Linked DNA regions of Anser cygnoides: region 2 is linked to region 1. Evidence: chromatin contacts called from public Hi-C data. All regions are on one chromosome and are shown on one strand. Each heading gives the region's core, a stretch centred on a gene start, on an enhancer-like site or on the middle of the called end of the contact. The rest is flanking DNA. Distances are from core to core; before and after follow the strand shown. Region 1 holds the start of RAB33B (RAB33B, member RAS oncogene family). Region 2 holds the start of MAML3 (mastermind like transcriptional coactivator 3).

Region 1 (2,724 bases), core at 101-2,600:
GAGAGCTCAAATCTAATTATAGCTCAATTTGGCGTAACCCGGATCAAACTTGGTTGAATGAGCTGTTGGCAGACCCTGCCAAGCAGCTGTTTAAAATCTCCTTTTAGTGTGCTAGCCAGAGCCCAGATCAGAGCATCTCCCACTAGAATTAGGAATCCTCTGCTCCTTAGCCGTTAGGCTGTGGAGACACACTTACTGGTGCTCCCTTCCCTCAGCCAAATACATTTTACATTCTTGCCGCAAAACAGAGCAACTAGTGTCGGAGGGTCATGAGAACGCAAGGGTGGCACAGTCTCCTTGTTTTCCACTAGTACCATATTCCACTTTTGTACCAGAAAAGTACTCCTCTTTTTTGACAGGATGAATAAAAGAAGGCATCTTATCCCAGGAGGCACCTTATCTACAGGGCTGAGGCACCTCTCAACAAACTTAAATTAGGGTGGTCCACAGGAAAGGGGAATAACAAGGACTCCCTGGAGGGCTGATGCTGACTGCACTAAGCAGCTCCTTTCTCCATGCACAGGGTTTTGATACACTCTGGATTTTTTCACACCACACTGAGGTGGGCACTGTAACTCATCTGCCTAGGCTACAAAGCCAGTTGCTCTGAACTCTGAGGGAGGGGTTTTTTGGCCCTAGGCTACTTGTGCTTACACTTGAGCAACGACTGGGTCAATGACACTGTCCTTCAACCACACGGCTGGGGAGCAGTGATCCAGGGATCACTTCTTGCTCGATTTGTGCAGGCAGAAGGCTGGGTGGTCACAGGCGTGTGTAACAACGAGGAGGACTCCCCGCCGTGGCTATTATTAGGCTTCTGATCCAAGCCTCAGGAATCCTGGCTCGGCTATTGCTTTGCAGGCCAGGGAGCTACCGCAAGGACAACCATCCTCTTGTTTACCGCACGCTACATTTGTTTTTCTGTGTCATGGCTAAACTCTTTTCAAGAGGTAAATTGCTTCAACGTGATGTCTCTGTCAAACCTCCCTCCTAGGCTGAAGCCCTTGGTGGGGCTGTTAACAGATCCTGAGGGCAAATCCCCGTCTCCCTTCACCTTGCGGGGCACATTTTTGGCCAGAGTGCTGCTGTGCCACGGATGGACCCGCCGCTGCCTCTTCCCCAGCTGCAGAGCACAGCACAGAGCCCCCGTGCCCCCAGCCTTCCTCTTTATTACCTCGGGCACACGGCCCTGACCGCGCCCCCCCCTCCCTTCACCCCCGCCCTCCGCCCGCCGCCTCAGGGCGAGCGCCGCCCAGCGGCCGCCCAGCGCTTGGCGGGGGGCTCTCGCGAGAGGCGCGGCGGGGCGGTGACGTGGCCGGGCGCAGCCGTTCGCTGCCCGCCGCCGGCGGCCGTTAACGGTCGGCGGGGCGGGGCGGTCGGAGGCGGGAAGGTGGGGGTGTGTGTGTGGGGGGGGGGGAGGCGGCGGCGATGATGGCGGCGGCGGCCGAGCTGGAGTCGTCGCTGGAGCTGAGCCTGCCGGGCAGCGGCAGCCTGCCGCCGGCGCGCTCCCGCATCTTCAAGATCATCGTCATCGGCGACTCCAACGTGGGCAAGACGTGCCTCACCTACCGCTTCTGCGCCGGCCGCTTCCCGCAGCGCACCGAGGCCACCATCGGCGTGGACTTCCGAGAGCGGGCCGTCACCATCGACGGCGAGCGCATCAAGGTAGCGCCCCGACGGGCCGCGGCTCCCCCCCCGCTGCGCCCCCGGGCCCCCAGGGGCATCCCCTGCCTTAGGAAAATCACACCGCGCACGCTGCGGGAGCGAGGCGGCTGCCACCGCCAGCAGGCGTTCTGCCTCAAAATCGTTCGAAAGAACCACCGCCGTGACAGCCTGAGGCGCCTTCCAGCGCAAATTCCGTTTCTCGTATAAAAATACAACGCAAGGGCAGCCTCAGAGAAGTGCGGGTAGGAATTTCCGTAGCAGATTAGAATCAGTTTCAAAATCTGGCTTTTTAATGCAGAGATTCGGTGGCCCTGCTGAAAATAGCAAGTGACATCCCATCAAGAAGCCAAACGTGGTTCAGCAGTGAGCTGCCGTGTCCCGATAGTGACGTGTCGCAGCTGGTTTTTGTAGGATTCTGTTGGGTTTGCTGCATGCGGTGCAGGGCTGGACAGTGGCAGGCTGGGTGCTTGGCTCACGTTTGACATGTGTTCTGCTCCGATTACAGGGTTAGCCAAAGTTTTTTTTCTTACGAATCTAAATGTAGTGAAAATCTTTGGGGGGAGATGAATGCTCTTTCGCCTTCTTTGCGCTTTAAAGCAGATCTTAAAAGTATATGAAATATACCTAGCTTGCCAGATGGATGCGTAAGCACTAGTTGTGATCCTAACAGCTATTTGCAGATTGAGCCACTGGTTGCTTACCAGTGCAGCTTGGCTGCTAGCAGTAACGTGTTTTAAGCAAAATTCCCTTCCGTATGATAGTTTGCTTCTGTGATCAAAGTTTAGCAGATGTGTGGAAAAAGGGAGTAGCAGTAGTCATGGCATTGTACTTCTGCATATGTTGTCACCAGGCTTTGGAATTACAGCTGACAGTCAGCTGAAAGCCACAGTTTTTCCTTGTTTACTCACTGCTTAAAGATGTTGGAGATGGGGAGGCTGTCCATTTGCCTCACACACTTGCCAGTTCTTCCTTTTATTTGTCCATTTGCCTGTCTTCCCCATTTTTTATTTTACCCTATGCCCTTTTTAACTAAAAAAGAAGCACAAGTAAGAGTCTGTT
Region 2 (2,724 bases), core at 165-2,664, 300 kb after region 1:
TCTGCTCCGCCGCGGCGGGCTCGGCATCCTGCTGCTGCTTGCCCTGCTGCTGCTGCTGCTGCTGCTGCTGCTGCTTGGCGCCCGTCTTCTTGGCCCTCTGCTCCAGCGTCCTCTGGTAGAGGCTCACCGTGTCCCTGCGCTCCAGCTCCAGCTGCTCCGCCTGGGCTTGCTGGTACCTGCTCTCGCAGCTGACATGGTGCCGCCGGCAGCCCTCGATGCGCTGCCGCAGCCGCTCCACCACCGTGCTGTGCTTGGGGACGCCGCCGCCGGCAGCATTGTTCCCGGGGGCGGCGGCGGGCGGGCCGTGGGGGGCGCCGCCGACCCCGAGAGCGGCCCCGCCGAGCCCGCCGCCCAGGTTATTGTTGATGCAGATGCCCCCGCCGTTGGAGGCGGCGGCGGGGGCCGCGAAATCCCCCATCGCCTGCCCCGCGCGCACTATTTTGGAAGAAGTTTGGAGCCTGCCCCCGGCGCGCACGCAGTCCCCTCCGGGGTCCCGGCGGGATACTTTTCAGAGGGCCGCCGGGGGGAGGAGGGGGCGCCGGCATGTAGCGGGCGAGCGGCGAGCCCCGGCGAGCGTCCCTCCTCGCCCCCAGCCAATCCCCCTCGAGGCTCTCCAAAACATGAAGCGGGGAGCGAGCGGCGGCGGGGGGGGAGAGGAGGAGGAGGAGGAGAGGGAGGAGGAGGAGGAGGAGGGAGGGAGAGAGGGAGGGAGGGAGGAAGGCGGCGAGCGGAGGTGCCGGGAGGTTATCGCCGGCGGCGCGGCCACCCGCACGGCCAGCTGTGCTGCTGCTGCTGCTCCTGCTGCCGCTGCCGGTGCTGCTGCTGCTGCTGCTGGGGCGGCCGCCCCCGGGCGCTACGGGGCCGCTGCCTGCCCCCCATCGCCCATCGCCGCGGGACCGCCTCCTGCCCCCGGACACCGCTCCGCCGCCGGGGAGCGAGCCGCATGCACGCGCGCGGGGACGCGGGGACGCGCGCCCCCCCCCACCCCCGGTTCTCCGCCGGGCACGCGCCGCGCGCCCCCCCGGCATGGAGCGGGGCGGGGGGGCCGGCGCCGGGGCTCCCCGCCTAGAGAAAAGTTTTGGGGCCGCCGCCGCGCCGCGCCCGCTGCCCGCCCGGCCGCATACCGGCGGGGGGGAGCCCGGCGAGCGCCCGCGGGGCCGGGGCCGGGGCCGGGGCCGGGGCCGGGGCCGGGGCCGGGGTCGGGGGGGGCAGCAGCAGCAGCGAGGCTCCGGGGCGCTGCCCCAGCGCCAAGCCCGTGCCGCGCCGCTCCGCTCTGCGCGCTGCTGCTGCTGCTGCTGCTCCTGCCGCCGCTCCTGCCACCATCACAATGATCGAGCGCCCTCCTCCTCCTCCTCCTCCTCCTCCCGCCGTGCCCGCGCAGCGCTAGCAGGACGGCGGCGGCTCCCCCGGGCCGGCGGGGAGGCAGACCCGGGGACGCGGTGCAAAACCCGGCGCGGAGCCGCCCGGCAGGAGCGGACGGCTCCCCCGGCACGGCTCCCCGCGGCCGGAGGGGGCCCGCACCCCCCGGAGGGCTCCCCCGGGCCGCGGGGCTCCTGCCCGCGGGGACGCCCCCCTCGTTCTCCTAAGGGGGATCGGGAACCGGGGAGCACGGGGCGCGGGGCGCTGCTCCGCAGCCGGCTTTGTCTGCTCCAGCCGCTCGGCGGGTGACATTTGCTTTTCGCCTCGTCCCCATCGCGGCGGCGACGGCACCGGCCGGCCGCACCTTGCGAGGCCCCCCCGGGACCAAGGGGCCTGCCTGCCCCCCTCTCCCCCCTTCCAACTTTCCTTCAGCAGCAGCCCGAGGAGCGTAGCTGCCGGCTGCTCCCGGCGCTCGCCCCTCGCTCAGCACGCGGGGAGCAGCCCCAGCTGTGCTCGGGGGGGGGCTGCGAGCCCTGCCTCGCTTGCGGGGGAACCTCTTCAGTCCTCCCTCCGGCCCCAAAACACCCCTGCGTTGCTCTCCTGCAGACAAACGCGCGTAAAAAGGCCGAATGCGAGGGCCGGCGGGGAGACCCGGGGGCTGTCCTGGTGGTTTTTGTGGAAGCGGAGTGCCGGCAGGCCAGCGCCTCGGCCGGCGCCGCTCAGGTTGAACTTCCCAGTACTTTTTTGGGCTCCTCCGCAGTGCCCCCTGCAGCCCGCAGCCGGCACGCAGACAGCTCGCTGCAGCGCTGCTCCGAGCCCAGCTCTGCCGGGACACCGAGACACGCCGGAGGGCTGCCGGTTATCCCCGTGCTGTTACTGCTACTTGTAGGGGCTGCTCCCTGGGGCATGTCCCAGCAGCTGTCTTGTTTTCCTCACGACTAACAATATGCATCGCTTCTCAGGCCACACGGAGTAACACATCCCAAACTTTCCGCGTTCCGCTTGGGCAGCGAGCACGACATGCTATATCAAGTGCATGCTGCATTGCTAGAGAATTAAATTCCAGCATACTCTGAATTTAGGCTTTTTTTTGTTGTTGTTAAGTCTCTCATCTACCTATTTTGCTTCCGCCAGGGGACGATGATTTGAGCAACAGGTTGGTAGTAACCAAAGCGCTTAATGTTTGAAGTCTTGCAAACAGATGCATCATCAGGTCTGTGAAAAACATCTGAATACGTTCTAAAAACGGTTGATTCTGATCAAAAGACACGTTTGAACTGGCTGAGGTTGAAACAAAGCCGAGCAAAATTGTAGCCCTCTGTTTCCCCATTCATGTTAAGAGCAAAAGTGGTGATACTTGCATTA

What was found. Hi-C and Micro-C count contacts between places; a contact is called where the count stands out from the background.
Region 2: a contact with region 1 is called in a Hi-C map of liver, with 2.0 times the contacts expected there. The contact joins the promoter of MAML3 here to the promoter of RAB33B in region 1. A contact is called at or near these places in 2 of 7 Hi-C or Micro-C datasets (both in liver).

Annotation. Positions count from the first base shown.
Region 1 is chr4:40,907,432-40,910,155 of Taihu_goose_T2T_genome, forward strand. It overlaps RAB33B (RAB33B, member RAS oncogene family), which reads left to right and starts at 1,351. Exons shown (of 3, transcript XR_007167460.2): 1 at 1,351-1,665.
Region 2 is chr4:41,206,532-41,209,255 of Taihu_goose_T2T_genome, forward strand. It overlaps MAML3 (mastermind like transcriptional coactivator 3), which reads right to left and starts at 1,415. Exons shown (of 5, transcript XM_048074966.2): 1 at 1-1,415. The coding sequence starts at 418.